Regions from separate parts of the Gossypium hirsutum genome. Here region 1 is linked to region 2. The links are chromatin contacts, called in public Hi-C maps. All regions are on one chromosome and are shown on one strand. The core of a region is the stretch at or near the end of the contact, and the rest is flanking DNA. Distances in the headings are between cores, read along the strand shown. Region 1 holds the start of LOC107922163 (phosphoglucomutase, cytoplasmic). Region 2 holds the start of LOC107921991 (putative receptor-like protein kinase At4g00960).

Evidence for each region. A called contact is a pair of places that touch in the nucleus more often than the background predicts.
Region 1: a contact with region 2 is called in a Hi-C map of leaf, with 2.8 times the contacts expected there. The contact joins the promoter of LOC107922163 here to the promoter of LOC107921991 in region 2. A contact is called at or near these places in 13 of 34 Hi-C or Micro-C datasets (anther, callus, hypocotyl and 2 more).

The regions. Positions count from the first base shown.
Region 1 is chrD01:45,976,007-45,979,243 of Gossypium_hirsutum_v2.1, reverse strand. It overlaps LOC107922163 (phosphoglucomutase, cytoplasmic), which reads left to right and starts at 1,468. Exons shown (of 18, transcript XM_016852050.2): 1 at 1,468-1,672; 2 at 1,773-1,867; 3 at 2,742-2,823. The coding sequence starts at 1,790. LOC107922164 (a long non-coding RNA gene) reads right to left here and starts at 1,372. Exons shown (of 2, transcript XR_001691195.2): 1 at 641-1,372; 2 at 157-495.
Region 2 is chrD01:46,108,425-46,111,609 of Gossypium_hirsutum_v2.1, reverse strand. It overlaps LOC107921991 (putative receptor-like protein kinase At4g00960), which reads left to right and starts at 1,764. Exons shown (of 6, transcript XM_016851799.2): 1 at 1,764-2,062; 2 at 2,542-2,681. The coding sequence starts at 2,050. LOC121213588 reads left to right here. Exons shown (of 3, transcript XM_041086383.1): 3 at 1-408.

The DNA of each region.
Region 1 (3,237 bases), core at 219-2,718, 130 kb after region 2:
TTTGTAGCACCAGACGAAATAAAAATCACTAAAATTAATATTCTTAAAATTTTGAAATTATCCCTAATACACAACCAATATAACCAAACTTTTAAATACAGAAAAGATCACAGTCCATCATAGCATCAACTTTTAGCGAGATCAGCAAGGAATATGTATACACGATAAAAGAGATATTCATTCCTTTTATCTTTGAAACCCTTCTCTTCAACTAAATAACAATACTAGATAAGTTGTTCTTTAAGTATAACAAATGAATTCCATATATTGCAAAAAACTGTTACATTTATTGCAAAAATTTTTGAACTCAAACAAAGCAAGAGAAATACAAAAATAAATAACTGGTTTGCCAATTAAAGTGAAAAAATAAAAGAAAATCAAATACTACACCTCGTTTAATTTTTCTAACGTGGTTAGAGCATTTGTTTCCTGCTTAGGTTTCCTGAACAGTCGATTAAACATGATGAACTCTTTGAGATCAAAATCCCCGATCACCTGTTCAACAACAATCACCAAAACGATAAGATCAGATCAAAACAAACATAATAAAACAATCAATAAATCACTCATAACAGGAAATTGAAACAAAAGAATCAATAAAAAGTAAAGAATATTACAAAAAAGGGGGAAATGTTCTAACCTGTAAAACTTGAGATTTTAGAGATTTGAGGGATTTACTATTGATTTACTAGTCACATCTAACTCTTAACGACAAACTGGGCATCTTTTATGTGATTCAAGCCAATGATCAATGCATTCTTGGTGGAAAACATGGCAACAAATAGTTAAAAATCGAAGCATGTCACCGTCACTAAACTCAGCAATAAAGAGCGGCCTTCTCTTAAGTACATGATTAAAATGTAAAGCTCGAAAATTTCAATTGAAATGAAAACTAAAGTGAAGAAGAATCGAAGCATGTTACCTTGAACTTGTTGATTTGAAGGGTTTGGGTCGGAAGTTGCAGAAGAATCGAACTGAAGAGAACAACAACGCCACCTAGTAAAATGATTAAATTTTGGTCAAATTCTGCTAGAGTTGTAGAGGTGGAGTCATGGAGGACCGAACACTGAAGGTGAGATGGTGGATCGGTGGAGGTGAGTTTTCGATTTGGGGGAAAAAAAGGGCGGAGGGAAGGGATTAGGGATTTGTATCTGAAGTCTAAACGGGGTCAGGAAAATAAGGAGGGGAAATGGGAAATGTAAAATGTAAATGTAATAATAAATTAAAAAATATATATTTAATATATTTTCGGGCCGAACCGGGCCAAAAAAATTTTGTCCGAGGTCCAGCCTGTTTTTTAAACGGGTTTTTTTTTCTACCCAAACCCATATTTTGGGCCTATATTTTTACCTAAATCCTCCTAAATTTTAGGTGGGCTATCGGGCTGAGCCGGGCCGGGCCGCCCGGCCCATGAGCAGCTCTATTGTGGAGTAAAAAAGTTTGAAGTAGATCTCCTTTATTCATCCCAAACAAGGGAGAATACGTGAGGTTTCAAATCGCCCCCTGTCTAATCTCATCCTGGCCTCAATCTTCACCGTTCGCGTTTCTTTCACTTCATATCAAAAAAGAAAAAGAAACAATATATTATTAAAAAGAAGGTAATACGGGTCACTTCCTCACTTTGCCAGCTTATTCTCAAAACTAACGCATTTCAATTTGATCTCCCCAACGAGTGAGCTCTCTCTCTCTCTCTTTTCATTTTTTTTAATATTTACATATTTATTTATCAAGAGTTAAGAGATTCGCATTGATTGAATTGTGTTGCATGGCAGTCGTAGAAAGCAAAGAAATGGTGTTCAAGGTTTCCAAAGTCTCGACGACGCCGATCGACGGCCAGAAGCCTGGAACTTCTGGCCTCCGTAAGAAGGTTCCTTTTGCTTCTTAATCGTCCTTCTTCATTTCCTTCTTCATTTCCTTTACTTTGATCGTTATACGATATCTCGATCTTCTGTTATATCACTCCAATTTAATTTTAGATCAATTTAATCCGTTTGATTGATGCCTGCTGCAAGGTCTTCTCGTTGAATTAGATGATCTCGTAAACTATATATTGAACTTCATTTTCATAGATTAAGATTTACTTCTATAACATGTAACCGAAGAGAGACATGGATATTATCATTTTCGGTGCTGATCTATTTGCTATTTGAAGTTTTAACTTAATTATGATCTATTTTCCTTTTCTTTTCTATTCTGGATCTGAATCAAGTTCATTCATTATTTAAATTTAGTTCTTTGTTTTTTTTTTTTTTTGAGGTAAAATTTTAATGCTTGATTCCATTTCAGCTCATAGTTTCTCATGAATCTAATAACTATATTTATATGGTTTCTGGTGGTTTGTTTTATATTTAGATCGTATTTCTATATTTAAATGATTATATAATTCCTAATTGTTGATGTTTTGGATGCCTGTTGCCCGTTATGGGTTTTAATTTTTAATACTCTGGAACTGATGCTAAAAAATTAATACTACTTAATAGTTCTTCAGGTCTTACTTATATTGTTTGACCAGTATTCTGTACAGTGTTCTTACGCATGATAGGTAATTAGATTAATAGTTTCCTTCATTGTCGAAGTCCATTTTTTACATGTTGCTAAAATCCGTGTCAAAGTTCAGGTTATTTGCAACTTGAGTGATATGGAACATAAACAGTTTTCTATATTTTCTTACAATATGCCTCTGCATATTGATTTACATGTTTTTCTTTTAATTGTATACTGTGGTGTTTTGACCTGTCCAGGTGAAAGTTTTCATTCAGCCTCATTATTTGCAAAATTTCGTTCAGTCAACATTCAATGCCCTTACACCAGAAAAAGTTAGAGGTAAGGGTTTTTGTTGATGCTATGCCTTTTTGTATGCTAAATGTACTTGGTAATTTTTACTTTTTAATATTTAGAGGCATAATGTGGCTCTTTAACTATGCTCTTAAAATCTTGGAACTAAGGATTCACTTTACGTACATCCATTTATGTGAGGCTTGCTTAGATTGTGTGCTTTGTTATATTAGGGAAACTCTTATGAAAAGGATGTATCTGCCCTAATTGTACTTGGGATATATGCACAATTCTTTGGGTAGTTCAACAAAATGTTCTAGTTTTATCTTGAAAGATATTTAGTTCATGTCATCCAGAGACAATAGTCTGGTCATATCATTTGCTTGATTTTATTTTGGTCTTTTTGTCTTCAAAGTACTTGGGATATATTATATTTTCTTGAATGTTTTAACTGTTGCAGTC
Region 2 (3,185 bases), core at 515-3,014:
ATATTAAAATTTCAAATATGTTATAAGTTTGACGGATAAAACTCAAAATTGTACATCAACTTTATTCAATGTGCAATTTGATATTTTTTAAATTTGATTTGGTGCAATTATACACGTGAATTTTTAATTTTGATTCAATTATACATATTCTAATAAATAAATACATCAATTTATTGTGGAGTGTGCCTTGCATTTTTCCCCGAAATAGAGTTCACGTCACAACAAGAAGATTCACCACATCTCAACACGTGATGAAAGGCGTCCTGACGAGGCAGCAACCACGTCACAACGTGACGACGTGTTCCCAAAGCTTCTCAATTTTCTTCTTCCGGTTAAACTTTGATTACTTTAGGGATGTTTTAGTCAAATTTGTACACAAAATTTAGCCTATAAAATAGACACTTTTCTACCTTAGAAAGATTTAACCCATAACACTTTTAGATATTAGCTTTTACAAGTTTACAGGGAATTTTGTGTTTAAGTTTTGAGGTTCATTTTCGGGATTCAGGGTTTAGTCTTTATTTCCATCTTTGTATTCTTCATCTTTGCCAATTTAGTGAAATTATCTTTGCCTATGGTTTTTTATTTTCTTTGGAGGGATTTTTCCACGTAAAATATTCATGTTCAATTTCTTCAATTTCTTCGTTATTTTTTTTTTGTTCGTTGTTTACAAGAGTTTATGCCCAACATTTATTTTTACATTGAATAAAAACAATTATTTGTGTTTCGATTGAGTTTTAGTTCGGTTGACATCAACCTTGTTGTTGGTGCAAGAGGACGGGAGTTCGAGTATGTTGAAGTGTAATTTATTCCCTTAGTTACAGATGAGGAAGAGTTTTGGGTAGTTCTAATCATTATATTAAAAAAAATTATGTGTAGGCAACATATAACAATAAAATGGTTAGTGATTTAGGAAGTTTGAATCTAATCAAAATTTATGTATAACAACATTACAAATTAAGTCAAAATTCATGTATAATTTTAATATTTGTTTTGTAAATTTATTCTTATAAAATTTATTTGTATTCTCGTTACAATTCACCTCACAGACAATTTTTGAATTTAAACACTTATTTCGCCTCATTACTAAGTTATTCTTAATTACATTAGAGGTAATCAAAATATCCAAAATCTATATGAATTTGAAAAAAATTCACTTTCCAATTCCAAATTTTGAAATTTCAAATTCAATGGGAATTCACTGCTGATATTTATCTTGATCTTCATCTTATATAAGTCCTGTTTGATTTTATTTTAATTAGTTTTCATCCATAATATATTCTTTGAGTCTTGTTTGAATATAAGAATGGTGAATTCTTTACATTGATAATACAAAAAAAATTACAAAAACAGTAAATATTGTTTTTATAATAAATTTAGGATCAACCCTCAAAGCAATTATCATCACCCAATCATATTAGGTGAAACAAAACTATTTATTTTAAGTGGTGCCATTATATTGTTAAACAAACAAACGAAAAAAAAACATACGAATTTCTTTTTAAATATCGAATAAATATTGAAGAAATACAAAAAGAAAGTATACTTTTTTTGTGTTGCTGGTAGCACCACTTAAAATTATATATATATTTTCACTTGAAATTGAATAATAATGAGTTATTTTTAAGGCTAATAGTATTCACATAAATTTAGATAAATAATTTACTACATGCCCTGTTTCTGTAATTATTTTTTTTTATTATTCATGTAAAAACCCGACCCTAAATCTTTCAAATAATAATAATAATGACAGTAAATAATTCATGCAAGAACAGTGCAGCGACTCGGACGGGCTGCTGAATAGTGAATTGGAAATCGAAGAAGATGATAGAGAACGAGTTGACTCACCAAAAGGAAAGAAGCAGAAATCCATTCCGAACAAATTTATATAACCTAAGGGTTTAACCTCAGGGGAAGCAAATTAAATTTGGGGAGAGACTCATTTTCTTATCTTTAAAAAATGGGGCGAAATGATGTTTACCGGCGGGAACAATAGCGGCAGGTATATTGTGATTGATTTGTAGTAGTGGCAAATTACAAGTGAAAGCAATGCTTATAGAAGGTAAGAAAAGGGCAGATGAATTGAATACAGAAGAAAGAGGAGAGAAATAGTCTAGTGTCAACCAGCTAGTCAACACGTTACGTTTCCGTATACATTTCTCTGTTTCCTCCTTCAACAAAAGCTAGAAAATATAGTACGCCAAATTTAACATTCAAGTTCCCGAGCTAATCTTCTGCCTTCCTCTTTCTCTCCCAATTGTTCAAGCTCCAATCTTTCCCTAGAATTTCTTTCTTCTTTTTTATTTCTATTTCAGTTCAGAAAGTTCTTTCATTTCATGATCTAGTTTCTACCAGGTTTCTGACTTTCCATGACCAAATCCAAGGATTTCTTTCTAAATCTAATCAAACCTTTTAAGTTTATCTCAAGCAAAGGTAAAATGAAAAACCCATTTTTTATGCGGAAAAGTTTAGAAGAAAGAAAAATAATTTGATGCTTTTCTACATGTTTTGATGATTAATTTTTCGGTGATCTTTGATCAGACAGGCGGAGTAGAGATGACTTGGAGAAAATAGCTCAACAAGAGCAAAAGCATTTCCCTTTCGAGATTTTAGTTGCTGCTACCAAAGATTTCCACCCACATCAGAAGCTGGGTGAAGGAGGTTTTGGACCTGTCTACAGGGTAAGATCGTCCTGCTCAAACTCTTGTTTGGTTGCCTAGAAATTTGAACTTTATTGATCTTTTGATTTATTGAATGGTTCTTTTGTTTCCATAAAAAATGTAATTGATATGACATAAAGGATTGCCGCAGATTCTTTTTGAAGGAAAAAGAAAGATTCTACTTTCCTAGGTATTCGAAGTTTCAACTTTTGCAGCTGAACAATATAATGAACAGCAAATAACGAAAATGCCTTGTCCTAAAAGGCCAAGACTACTTTAGGACCCCATCTCTGACTATTAGCTTTGATCAAAATCGAACCATCTGTTCCCTTAACCCTGTCAAACCATTTAGCCGTTTTCCCCCTTTAGATGCCAAGAAAAAGAGGCAAAGCATATCAATTTGTTAATTGATGTTGCACTCGAAACTAGAATGTTTTTGTTAGTTCAATCGATTCAATAAGCCTGCCTTGGTTTTCTAGTTATCAGATCTTTCAGCAAGCTTTACAATCATGTTGCTCTTGTTTT